Regions from separate parts of the Gossypium hirsutum genome. Here all the other regions are linked to region 1. The links are chromatin contacts, called in public Hi-C maps. All regions are on one chromosome and are shown on one strand. Each heading gives the region's core, a stretch centred on a gene start, on an enhancer-like site or on the middle of the called end of the contact. The rest is flanking DNA. Distances are from core to core; before and after follow the strand shown.

Region 1 (4,647 bases), core at 1,464-3,963:
ATTGGTGCACCGAATTACATTATCAATTTGATTTCCTTCATTTCTCTGGCTTAACCACCACATTTCTCCTCAACATTTTGCTCAGGTCACACCAATCTCATGGTTTCAGAATACCCCTCATAACGAGTTATAAATATATTTTATCAATCAGATCTCGGAAAGTACAGAGCTATTTTCCATAATTCTACCTATAACTATTGCTTAAGGACCTTACTTGCCATTTTAGTCAAGAAAGAACAAGATCACAAGGGCCTCAACTTGATGAAAACTTGCAAGTTTGAACTGACAAAATTGCCAAGGAACAGGAATTAGAGATCGAAAACGATGTTGCAAAAGAACTGCTTTCTTACTAACCACGACAAGATTAACAGAACTTCAACTATGGAATCACTATTACTGCTATCACAACTACTGGCAGAGCTGCTCAACCGCCGTCACAATCTGCGCAGGCTGAACTACAGTCCATTCCTCCAATCTTCCAGCATATGGTGTAGGCACATCCTGTGAAGATAAGCAGATGATTGGAGCATCCAAATAATCATGGAAATTCTCAGTGATGGCAGCGGTCAAGCTAGCACCAATACCACCTGTCCGCATGCACTCCTCCACAATGAGAACACGATGTGTCTTCTTAACTGAGTTACCAATGGTGTAAAGATCAAATGGTTTCAATGACCTAATATCAATTACTTCAGGATCATAACCCTTGTTCACCAAAGTTTTTGCTGCCTGCATCACATGATACCTCATCCTTGAATAGGTTAGAATAGTGACATGTTCTCCAGGCCTTACCATCTCAGCTTCCTCAAGATTACAGATATAATCCTCATCTGGGATTCTCTCCTTGAGGTTGTAAAGCAAAACATGCTCAAAAAGTATAACAGGGTTCTCACTTCTGAGAGCAGCCTTCATTAATCCCTTGGCATTGTAAGGGGTTGAACATGCAACCATTTGAATTCCAGGTACTGACTGAAAATAGGACTCAAGGCGTTGAGAATGCTCTGCACCAAGTTGCCGTCCAACACCACCAGGTCCGCGAATAACTATCGGTATGGTAAACTGGCCACCAGACGTATAATGAAGCATACCACAATTGTTTGAGATCTGATTAAAAGCAAGGAGGAGAAATCCCATGTTCATACCCTCAACAACGGGTCTCAAGCCAGTCATAGCAGCTCCGATTCCCATGCCAGTGAAAGAGTTCTCCGCAATAGGGGTGTCAAGAACCCTAAGGTCCCCAAACTTCGTGGCTAGTCCTTTGGTCACTTTGTAGGAACCTCCATAGTGACCCACATCTTCACCCATGACACACACACGGGGATCCCTCTCCATTTCTTCTTCCAATCCCTCTCGTAGAGCTTCAAAAAGTAAAAGCTCATGCCTGGGATACAATATAGATCTAGTTACTTATATCACTCCAACAATTTTCATAAAATAACAAAACAAAAGACATGATTGTGACAAGTATGAATATAAAAAAAAAATTAATGATGAACATAGCTCCATTGCAAAACACGAAACAGACATAGATACATGCAAGCATACACCCAAGAATCAAGTGACACCCATTCAACCTTTGACGCATATGCCTCTGACAATCAGTTGATGACAGTAGACAGACTGCAATGAATCAGTCATTTTAGAAAGACCTACTATAAGCCAACAACAACAGTGATATGGAAAAACAAATTCACTTGTGAAAGACTGTACTGATGTTAGAAAGAGGTTAATGCCTGACTGGTATAAAATGCATGAACATTACCATAATATGAGCAAGACTTGGTTAAGCATGCATCTCAACTAAAGTTGCAGGATTGCAATGAAAAGAGGAAAAAAAAAGTTCGTCAAAACCAAGGCATGAACTGAAAAAAAAGACTAAGTTATAAAATAATACAAAAGAATCAAAATATCAATGCAAGCTTTGGGTTATGTCTTAGGCAGAAAAGTAAGAAAAATTGAGCAATACCATCCTAATACAACAGTAATAATATCAACATCTTTCATATTTAACAAAATTAGAGCAATTAACAACAATGTAACACTAATTCAAAAGTTAATTCTGAACTCTAAAATCGAAAATAATTACCCTGGTTTCGAAGATGACGACGCTGCGGAGCTATCTTCTTTGGTCTAAAAAAATCAAAATACAATTAAATTAGTAACATCATAGGAAATGACACTAGGAATTTTCAAAACGTAGAAAACGAAGAGACAGAGAGAGGGGAATAAAAAGGAAGCATTACCGCAACTGCATTGGCAATAAATTGTTGAGCCCTTCGACCTTTAGGGTTCAAATCCAAGTTCATGGTTCCATCAGATCTGACTACCACAAAGCTCGGCGCTTTCCTCACTGAACCAAAACAGTATTCAAAAACAATTTTTTTTAAAAAAAATCTGAAATGAAAATGAAAAATGAAAAAAGAACAACGAACCGGAGAAGGATCTACGAGGAGAAAAAAGAATATTTTTGGAATCGAAAGAATTGGAGGGTAATGATGATAACGCAGCAGCCGCCCCAACTCCTTGGAAGATGGCAGCCATTGGATTTGCACTTGCAGCGGCGAAAGTAAAAAAGAAAATGAAATTTATTTAAAACAAAATGGAAATAAATTAAACAAGGAAGTGTGAAATTTATACGAGAGGAGTAAACTAGGCGGAGAATTTGAGGGTCTTTTTATTGATATTAATTTTTTTTTTTTAAATGTTGGGCGATTTATTTGGAGTGGAATGCACCCATAAGGCATTGTTTTCATCGAAGACTAGTTCATTTAGGTTTAAGGATAAATTATAAAAATAGTTACTTTTGTTTGCTTCAGATTATATTTTAGTCATTTATGTTTGAAATGTTACGTTTTAGTCACTTATGTTATTATTTTGTTACGAAGTGATCACTCTTCCGTTAAGTTCTGTTATCTTCCTAACGGTAATCCTACGTGGCAGTCCAACTAGATTTTAAGTGCCAACTTGGGATGAGAATAGATTTTTAATTAAATAAATTTAATTAATTAAAAATTTTAAACCTTAAATCTTAGTTAAAAAACCGTTCATCTCCCCCTTTTTTTAGTTTTCTTTTTCAGTTGACTAAGAAAGCTATTATCATCAGAATTTTTTATCACCTACAAAAACAAAAGAGGATTCAATGGAGGGTCCAGGTATGTCTTCTTCTCCGACAAATTTATGTTCTAAGACTTAAAATCAAGTGGTTGTCGACAAATAAAAAGATGGTAATCGTTTTTGTTCCTAATCATTGTATTTTCCAATTCTTCACGTTCTTGAATAATTGGTTTCTCAATCCGATTTTTTTTTATCTGAATCGGCTTGTTTGTTCATAATCCCTTTGTGAGTATCCCTTTTCTGCTACTTAATACTCTTCTTTTAGTTGTTAATATTGATTATTTTAAGTTGAAATTTTGTAGGAACTCATTTTTTCGAGTAATCATACAGTTAACCCTACAAATGAATATACGTATCCTTAGTAAAATTCAAAAATTATGCTCATGCGAAACTCAAGGCTGGCCATGGATCCTAACATTCAAGCTAAACATCTCAGCATGATCTAATTTGCAAGGCCCCATTATACTATCTGCTGTTATATCCAAATAACAAGAATTATGTCCTGTATCTTTTTATTTTTTAGTCTTCAAGCAAAGTCATCAGAATTTTTAAAAAACAAGTTCAAACACAGTTTTTTTAAAAAAACAAATAAAACAAAACCTATTCGTGATTTTGGGAGGTTTTTTTTGGTAGTGGTTGAGGTTCGAATTGTAGTCTCATGTCGAGGTTTGATTGGTATGGCGGTTGCCTCGATTTTTGCAGAATCTTTTGCTATGGCAGGTGTACAAGCCCAAATATGCCCGGGCCCAAGAAAATAAATAGGCCCAAACATGCCCAACCCACTAAACCTGGCCCAAACAAAAAACAAAATAACAGAAACCCTAGGAGCCTATTTGCTTCAGCACTGCCGCAGCTCACCCTCGCACACCGCCGCGAATCTCGCGCCACGAACCTCCCCAACATGCGCCGCTCCATGCGCTAGCAATACCTACAGCAACAAACGCAAAACAAAACAGCAAAAAAAATGGAACAAAAACAACAATATGCCAACGAAAAATAGGAGATTTCTTTGGATTTGGGTTCATTTTTTCCCATTTTCGGCTATTTAAAGCCATTATCGAATCTGTAAAAAGGAGGGGGATTACAGTTTAGATACGAAAAACAGAGAGAAAATAGAGATTTACTTATCGATTTCCGAATACAAAAGGTGGTTTTTTTGGATTTTTTTTATTCCTAGTTTCGTTTTGTTTTCTTTTTTCTCTTTTAGTTTTTTTATTTTATTTTATTTTTCATTTAAAAAAAGAAAGGAAAAGACTTACCTGGTCGCCGGAGTTGTCGAGCCGGTGTCTTCTCCGGCGAAATCGGGGCATGGGGCACTAGGCTCGAACGGTGGCGCAAGGAGGGAGGGGGTTAAAAAAACCCCTAGCAGACCACTGTTCTTTAACACAAAAAAAACAAGCAGAATTTTTTTTTAAGGTTTTGGCTAACTTAAAGAAGAAACGAAAACGGCATCGTTTTGCCTATACCATCCGCCTTTTTATTTTCAATGGACTATTTCTGCAATTAGTCCTTCTGATTTTATGGTGTTTTTAA
Region 2 (4,647 bases), core at 1,454-3,953, 230 kb before region 1:
TTCGTTAACCAAGTTGTTTTCCATGAAACAAACATAGGAAAATGTATAAAACATTTTTCGGAAGCCAATTTCAATGAAACAAATGGAGCTTAAGTTTCATTACTCAACATATGGATGTGTTTGTTTCCATGCCCATACGTCGATCAGATGGCTTGATAGTTTCTATGTTTCTTGAAGCATCCAAAGCCCAGTAACTCAGTTGGGACCATGTTTGTGTTCTTTTGTTTATAAATTCCTAATGACATGTCCCTAGGTTAAATTATGGTTAATATGCTATTTTGCCTATTTTGGTGCACTTGATTATATTTAGGCTTTATAAGGGTCTTATTATTAAGTTTTGAATCTTGATCATGTTGAATGTAATATGTTCATAGGTATATAACCTTTGATATGTTTATGTTTCGATATAATGCATTGAATAGTATGAATTCATGTGTTAGATGTGTTTAGGGAGGTAAATTTGATGAATGATGAATAGGTATCATGTTGGTATAAGTTAGAATGTGTTGGTTACCTTTTGAATGACTTAGGAAGCGTTTTATAGGTAAAAAGACCATTTGGTCTCGAGACATGTTGAGCATGTCTTGAGACATACATTACCATGTCTTGAGATAAGTGATCCTTTATCTCAAGATAAGTAAACATCGAAGTAAGAGGTCTGAAACCGGGGGAGTTATGTTTTGAGACCAGTCTCGAGATGTAAGAGGGTAATTCTCAAAACATGAGTTCATTGTCTTAAGACATCATAACTTCAAAGCAAGATTCCACCCACGGATTTTTCAAGTTTGGTACTCCACCTTTCATAGCCAACATCATATCCCTCGATCTACTCGCTTCTTTGGCCCTCCCACGAGTCTCCATCGGGACACTATGATCTTTAGCTTTTTTTCCCCATCTCTATAGTGCCTAAATAAACTGTGACTTTGATATTAACAATCACGAGGCTAGAACTTTAGTTTGACAAACTGCGCGACCTTAGGTGATTAGTTTTTTTCAAATCTGCCTAAGTTAGCCCAACTCTTTAAAGGTAAGAATTCTCAAAAAAATTCTCTAAGAATCAAAATTCGTGGAAGCAAACACTAAAGCAAAAAAGCTATGAACAAACGAAAAATGGCACAAGAAAGCAACGCACACAAGGTGTTTGAGTAAATGCTCTCAAAAGTATTCAATTACTCTGAATATAGTACATGTGATTGATTACAAATGAGGGGGAAGACCTCTATTTATGGTTGAGCTCCTCCAAGTCCAACGGTATCATTTAAATTACATCAACAACCAAGATTAATGCTTATCTACAAGATGAAAGTGTTCAGAGATTTAAACACTATACAATCTTACCCCTTAGGATTACAAATTGGGGGCCAACCTTTTAAGGGTTACTCATATAATGACCAAACCTTTCAAAATGCTCATATAAGGGTCTAACCTTTACAAAAATACTCAATTGAAAGCCAAACCTTTCAAAGTGCTCAAATAAGGGCCAAAAGTTTTTGAAAGTGCTCAAATAAAAGCCAAACTTTTTTGAAAGTACTCAAATAAGGGCTTCTCATATTTCGTATATCAGATCTCAAATTATGTTTTTATTTTTTTATTTTCAAGCAATATTTGATTCAACTATCATGTATTTTATTCTAAATACATTATAATTCACCTAATTCTTACTCAAATTGGACTGAAGTGCATGAAAAATCCTTATTTTAACATTTTTATAAATGTTAGACTTTTATATGAGCATTTCGAAAGGTTTGACCTTTACGTGAGCAACCTCTAAAAGGTTGAAACCTAATTTGAGCATTTAACCTTTATAATTATCACAATTTTTTTTTTCTATATTTCATGCTTAGAGTTCTATTCAAGTAGTAACTCTATTTTAAAATTAGTACAATTTTTAATTAATAATTGTAATTTAAATTGTAATTATTTTTAAATATGTAATTATCATAATTTCTATTAAATTATAATTGTTTTTAAATGTGAATTTAGTAATATGGTGGAAAATAAAGGCTATTACTGTTAGTTTAAAAGTTTTTCTAAACTCGTGCCTTTATATATATTATAATTATAGATATAGATTTGTGCCATAATATAATGAGAAAATATATTTTGATACTTGAACTTGGCTTTATGGTTCAATTTGGTACCTAAACATTTTTTTTGTCCAATTAGATGTTTGAACTTGGCTTTAATGTCCAATTTGGTACTTAAAGTTTTTCTTTTATATAATTAGATACCTAAACTTGAGTTTTTGGTTCAAATTGGTACTTAAATATGACTTTTTGATCCAAATCAGTAGTTACGGTAAATGACTTATTTGAGTCAATTTAAACAATGAAGCCAAATTTAGGTGGTAATTTGAACTAGAAAGCCAAGTTTAGATGCTTAATTGCATTAGAAAAAAACTTTAAGTACCAAATTAAATCTTAAGACCAAATTTAGGTATCTAATTGGATAAAAAAAGTTTAGATTCTTTAAGTACAATTAACAAAATATATTTTTACCTAATATAATTTTATTTAAACTAATCAAAACCATTAAGCTGGAAAAAGAATTGCAGGTTGTACTTAGTAGGTGTTAATTGGAAGAGACAGCCACAATAAATCCCGAATATTTAGAATTAAAAAAAAAAAGGAACAATATTAAGCCTGCACCACCAAACCATCAAAACTTAAAAAAAAAAAAAAGAAGAAAAAGCAGACCTGTTTCTTTCGCTTAAAAGAAAAATAAATAAAACCTACAAAAGAAAAAAAGAAAAAGAAAACCATTTTTTATTATAATCTTTCTCTCTCTTTCTCTCTCACTCACAAATTTTTATCTTTTGCTGCTTTGCTGTGCTGCCTTCTCAAATCTTCCTTCTTTTTCCTGTGTGTATAAGGCATTATTAAGGCAACATTATCCCAAATCAAAAGGAAGCGAAGGAGCTGAAGATTTTACAATGCTCTGTTGATCACTTTCATGTCTCTCCCCCCACCAAACGCTCTATAACCAACGTCACTGCTTCTTCTTCTTCTTCTTCCTCGCCTCATTTCCAACCTCCAATGAAGAAAGCCAAGTCCCAAGCCGTTGCTTGCTCCCTCGACCCAAACAGAAACGGCCTCCATCACCACCATAACAACCAAGACGATAACAACGTCCTTTTTGACCCTTCATCTATGCCCCTCCACGATGATTCCAAGTCCGCCGATGCTCGTACTCCCGCCGCCGCTAATTTGTCTCGCAAAAAGGCTACCCCTCCTCAACCTGCCAAAAAGCTTGTCATCAAACTCCTTAAAGGTTGGGTTCTTTTTTCTTGATTTCTCTCTTCTTTTTTTCTTTTTTGTGAAATTTATTTTCTGGGTCATTTGTAAAGTTGCCCTATTTAGTTGATTTGAGAGTTTGGTCTTAGAATTTTAGTGACTTTGTTTGTTGGGTCGCTTTTGGAATGAAAAATTAGGGATTATAGGAGGTGAATTTAGAAATTAGGACCTTGCTACGGGTTAAATCATTTTATTGTTTTTTGTCTTACTGAGATCTATTCGTAGGCTAGTGCTTTCAATCCTATCCTAGCTTCTACCTAATGTTTCATAGAGGTCTATTAGCTGATCATCAGAACTGTTCATTTTTTCCAGTGTAATGCGGTCACGATTTCAACCATTTGCTAAGATTTTACCCTTTATTTATTATAATTTGAAATTGACATCGATTTTTGGGAGGCAAGATTATTCATGTTAAACTAGGTCAGGGTCCTGCTTGATTTGTTAGTTTAAAGGGTTTTGTTAAATGAGTGCCTTTAGGATAGTTTCATCATTTTCAGTGCTTTTGATGAAATATGTTACTATATATATTAACCTCAAAGAGTGCCATCAGGTCACTGGTTAGCAAAATCCTTGTTACATTTTATGTTTTTTTACCTTTGAGATGCGGGACTACTACTTATGTAGCTCTACTTGAAAGCTTTGAGCGATCTTTACTTCCTTTTTGGATGGTTTTTCAGTTTGGCCTTCTCTGTTAATTTATCAAGGGAACATGTTGGGTGAATGTGGTTTGGAGCTATCCTCTGAAACCCCTGAGCTTTTTGAAAAGTTCATTACTGTCCCCTTTTAGACTATTTTCTGTAAGCATCTATGATGCATACTTGCATAAGTATAACCAGTTCTTCCTAAACAACTGAAAATGGATTTTATTTAGCTGGTGACTATTATTAGTAAGTTTATTTGAGAGGAAGTGTAATGAGGATTGAAGTTTGTTTTATATTTTCAAATCAAATTACATCCGATTCTATGTGGTTTATGTGTACTAATTGTAGGAAACTAGAAGGGCATTGCTTACAAGAAAGCTATTTAGGACCATATTCAGGAAGGTTTCTGATACAACTTTAACTTCTTGTCTTGGTTTTTTCAGCAAAACCAACATTGCCTACAAATTTTGAGGTGGAGACATGGGCAAAGCTGAAGTCAGCCATTACTGCCATATTTTTGAAGCGACCAGATTCTTGTGACTTAGAGAAGCTTTACCAGGCAAGTCTCACATATTCTTCTTTTCTCTATTTTGATTATTATAGCCATTTGCAATGTTAGCAATATTGCCTCTTGATAATTGAACATGCTCTCTTCAGGCTGTCAATGATCTGTGCCTGCACAAGATGGGGGGAAGCCTTTATCAACGCATTGA
Region 3 (4,647 bases), core at 972-3,471, 200 kb after region 1:
ATATGGTTAGAATCCTTAATGAGTCTATTTTTATAAGAAACAAACTAAAACATCATCCAAATTCTTTAAAATGAGATAATTAATTTTTAGTGAAGAGTGGTCGGAACTGTCAGACAGCGAAACAGGGGAAACTTTAAAGAATAAACTGTACTATTTGGCTAAACCAAAAATTCTGAAAATTTTATGATATGAAGATATGTGAGTCTAGTTTCAGGAAAAATTAACGGATCTTAATTTGGAGCTCTGTAGATCCGGATAAAAATAATTTAGTGACTCTGACTCGGATAAACAGTTTTGAATATACATGTGAGTGAATAGTGAAATTATAGCTAATGTTGTTTAAGTGTGTTATACACATTAAGGATGTGGAATGGAGAGGAGGAGGAGGAGGAAAATTGGGAAATATATGAATGATTGGTGTATAATTGGTCATATGCTTGATTTTAATTGATAAACGATGAAATATGAATTATACTTATATTTGTGCATTATTGGTCATGGTTTAAACTCATGTGTGAAAATAAAGTTTCATAGTATGTGTGTATGGTATATTCAGTATATGATGTGGCATGAAATAATGTCATGAATGGTTTATGAATTAATACATGTTGGTAAGCCTGATATATGAATAAATGATCAAATTGAGCGGAATGCCGAATTTGAATACTTCTGATCAAGTGATAAAGTGATAAGTGGTAGCATTAGCTACACTTATCTGATCAAGTGAAAAAGTGATAAGTGCTACACTTATTTGATCAAGAGACAAAGTGATAAGTGGTAGCTTTAGCTACACTTATCTGATCAAGTGAAAAAGTGATAAGTGCTATACTTATCTGATCAAGTGACAAAGTGATAAGTGTTAGCCTTAGCTACACTTATCTGATCAAGTGAGAAAGTGATAAGTGGTAGCCTTAGCTACTCTTATCTGATCAAGTGACAAAGTGATAAGTGGTAGCCAGCTACACTTATCTGATCAGGGACAAGTGATAAGTGATCATATGTAAGACCATAGTTATACTATGGCAAAGTGAAAGTGAAGTACTCAAATTTCCGTAACCGTTCCCTAATTTGATTAAGGATGGTAAGTGACAAATGGGCCCAAAAGAATTAAAGTAAATGGATAAGTGGTAGTGTATTTATATCAGGACCATGTTGTTGTTCAAGCTAAAATGATATTTTCGTTGCAAAATTGAGAATTTCATAAATGTGTTATTGAATGGTATAATCAATAAACATTGAGTTAAATGGTAAATACGTATTAGTGTTGAACTTGATGTCATTGAATTGTACGTGAATTAAATGAAAATTGCTAGTGATATGATCTAAATCGTGAGCATGAGAAATTGCGAATTGAGGGAAATGGAAATGAAGCATTGAATTGCATGAGTATGTATCGGGTCTCGTAAGCCCTAATTATTATGATTATAACATTTTGAGGATATACTGTGAAAAGTTATAGAAGCATGTTAATTATTTTAAAAGTTTTAATTTAAATGAAATTTTATAACTCGGTTAAATACGTTTACAAGTGCATGTGTTTTGGTAATGCCTCGTACCCTATTCCGGTATTGAATACGGGTAAGGGGTGTTACATGGATGGGATATAACAATTAATAATTTATAAATAATGATTTAGTTTTACAAGTCTATCCGAACCAAATTGAAACAGGGTTTGTGCAAGATTTTTTGTTTTTTTAAATATCACTACACCTTGTGATCTAATTTAGAAATTTTCTTTTACAAAATTAAGGTAAAAATTACAAAAATAAATATTCTGATTTTATAATATAATTGGATTAAAAAATATCACTACACATGTATGAATTTTATCTCAATTCTTATCGCAAATAAATTCTATTTGAAGTTGAGAGGTCTCTCTATTATAAAAATTTAATCAAATTAGTCCCTCTACTATTAAATGGAGCAAATTAGAATATAGTTAATGTTATTCACTGGTTCACATAATTAATATTTTTTAAATTTTTTATAATTCAATAAATAAATATTTTATTTGAACATTATTTATAGAATAAATATAAAAGATGATGTGATAATGAATATAAATATATACAGCATTTATTTCCCAAAAGTTTGTTTCTAGAATGCAGCCAATAACAGATTTTAAGCAGAAGTCAACTATTCACACACGAGTGGATCTAGAACATCTTCTTTGACCAACCATATTCTTATATTGCTGGTGAGATCCTATTTTTATTGGCAAACTAAAACAATGTCAGAATACGTGGGTTAACCTATATCATTCAATCCTCTTGTCTACTTTGGACTTCCCAACCAACTTCCAATCTTCTTCCTTCATCTTTCCTTAATTTACGCGCTCCAAGTCTATATAAATCCTCCTTCCATCCCCTTAACTTCCCAATCTTGATCAAGCTTTCCTCAGTTTTAAAGATGACGAAAGAGGTGGTATACATGCAAAACTGGGGTGCAGTGGCACCATCCCCTCTCATTAATCCCAGAAAATCTTCCACATATCCAAGGCTAGAGACCATTCATGAAGAAGGGTGTGAAAATCATTCAGTTTTTTCAAAGAAATTCTTGCTGGTTCTCCCCCTTGTCTTGTCTACGGGTGTCTATTTCTTGGTAAACAAGGATTTGACTCTATGTGCATGAGCCCTTCCAATGCTTTTTTTTGCTTCAAAGGGATCTGGGAAAACTGTGGCTTTCTCCCCCCCCCCCTTTCTTTGCTTGAGAGATGAGAAGCCTGGAAAATGGAGAATCTCAATAAATTCAATGCCAGGGAGAGAAGAATGTTCAATAAGTTTATAGCAGTGTAATGAGTGAGAATATGAGATAGATGGTGGGCAAATCTGCTTTGATGTTCATAATTTGTAAATCCTGTTTTATCATCATATCGATCCAACGTTTCCCAGTCTCTGGTTTTTGAAAGTTTCTGATTGCAATAGTTTTGAACATTGACTAAAATTTTCCTGCTTTAGAAAGGCCTGCAACCACCAGCTAACAAATCAACAATCTAATTCACTGCTTGCTAACTCTGGTTAATAATATAATAACTAGTGATTCTAGCCTTTAGGGTACACAAATGAACCCAGTTCTTTGCATAATGAAAATATTTCCTGCTTATTGTATGGAAAGTTGGCCAAAATTATAATTTACTCCAAAAACAGAGCATCTCGACTTGGGAAGTAATGGCTAAAGAATCCCCTGGTTATCACCATTGATTTGTGTGTTTTTATTTGAATTTATTTCTTAATTTCAATTTGGAAAGTGGCTTACGCATTCGCTGACATGATCCAATTGCCAGCTTGAGATCATGGTATGAGTTGGGCTCTATCTAGAGACCTTGCTTGGTGGCCTTGGACCTCACATCATTCCCATTTCTCCTTTTTAATAACCAAATTAGAAATTCCAAATCTCTTTTTTTTATTTTTATTGTCAATGCGCACATGGCGACACCAAAATCATTAACTTTAGAGTGGAATTCCTTAGTCTTGTGACGTACGAAATATACCCAATTCCATCCTTACAATATGCTGGACATGCAATTGCATTCATTGTACTTCTTTTTCTTTTTGCTCCCTCTGTTGGTAGCAGGGGATCTGCTTTTCGATTGAATATGTCCATTTATCTATAACGTACGATGTGTTTTGACAGTTTAATTACGTTTTCATCCCCCAACACATGCAATTTCCTTTCTCTAGTTAATTACTTAAAAAATATTTAAAATTTATTTTTCATATATTAAAATATTAACAATAAATTATTTTCTATTTTCTTATTGATTTGAAGATTACTTGAATGTTTATTTGTTGCTTTATAACACCATCTCTAAAATGGAGATTTTATTTCTCAAAAGTACTTTTTTACAACAGTAATAAACACTTAAATTTTAAACAAACTTTTTTAAAAGTATTTTTGAAAATCACTTTTTTAAACACTCTTTAAAAACTCTATTCAGAAACAATGTTTAACTAGCCCTTAATGTACAATATCTCGTTTGGTATAATGAGTAATTCAGTTGAAAAAAAAAACTCAAATTTTAAATTTAAAAATAATAAACTTTTTATAAGAATATTTATATCTTTTAGTATATTTATATAATATTTGGTGAGCGGCAAGGCAAGATAAACTATGGCTTGAAATGTATATGGACAGTTAAATTCAGAGAGATGGAAATCAGAATCTTGTTTAAACAGCATTAAACATAGACAGGTTAGGAATATTTAGGAGAGAAAAGGATGTGAACTCATGAAACCTGAAAGTGTGAAATTTAATATATAAAGTATACAAGTAGCAAAATTAGCTAACAAGCTCTAACTAAGCTATTGATTGGTGTTCCCAATCCTTGAAATCCCTCCCACACAGGTTTTGATTTTAAGCATTAATGTACGTATCTCTATGCAACAACACAAAAGAGGAACAAGGCCCTCTTTCACAACCCTGAACTGCCACATTCCTCTTCAGCAATGGTCTCCAATCTGGGACACCTTGAATGTTTCTGGTGAGCTATCAAAAGGGCTGGTGCCACTTCACCTCAGTTTCACATCGCCATTTTATTTGTGTGAAGCAAAAATGCTTGGAAGAAAGAAGGCGATGCTGAGCAATGGAAATGTTATTGCTGCCAAAATCCTGAGGAACCTATATGAAGTTACCTAATCTATAATGAGG

Evidence for each region. A called contact is a pair of places that touch in the nucleus more often than the background predicts.
Region 2: a contact with region 1 is called in a Hi-C map of hypocotyl, with 3 times the contacts expected there. The contact joins the promoter of LOC107901884 here to the promoter of LOC107901882 in region 1. A contact is called at or near these places in 12 of 34 Hi-C or Micro-C datasets (anther, callus, hypocotyl and 3 more).
Region 3: a contact with region 1 is called in a Hi-C map of hypocotyl, with 3 times the contacts expected there. The contact joins the enhancer-like site here to the promoter of LOC107901882 in region 1. A contact is called at or near these places in 2 of 34 Hi-C or Micro-C datasets (hypocotyl and leaf).

What each region holds. Positions count from the first base shown.
Region 1 is chrD06:52,324,394-52,329,040 of Gossypium_hirsutum_v2.1, forward strand. It overlaps LOC107901882 (pyruvate dehydrogenase E1 component subunit beta-3, chloroplastic), which reads right to left and starts at 2,714. Exons shown (of 4, transcript XM_016828048.2): 1 at 2,433-2,714; 2 at 2,244-2,350; 3 at 2,087-2,130; 4 at 104-1,381. The coding sequence starts at 2,541. The coding sequence ends at 409. It overlaps LOC107901881 (a long non-coding RNA gene), which reads right to left. Exons shown (of 2, transcript XR_001685483.2): 1 at 4,374-4,647; 2 at 3,590-4,042.
Region 2 is chrD06:52,098,226-52,102,872 of Gossypium_hirsutum_v2.1, forward strand. It overlaps LOC107901884 (cullin-4), which reads left to right and starts at 2,704. Exons shown (of 17, transcript XM_016828050.2): 1 at 2,704-3,270; 2 at 4,378-4,493; 3 at 4,592-4,647. The coding sequence starts at 3,036.
Region 3 is chrD06:52,523,885-52,528,531 of Gossypium_hirsutum_v2.1, forward strand. No RefSeq gene overlaps it. Among protein-coding and RNA genes, the nearest start is that of LOC107901876, 9.3 kb to the left of the region's middle. Within about 2 kb of position 2,222, at least 9 of the 9 cell types and tissues checked have an H3K27ac peak or open chromatin away from gene starts, as enhancers often do. A contact at or near this core is called in hypocotyl and leaf, where this site is marked.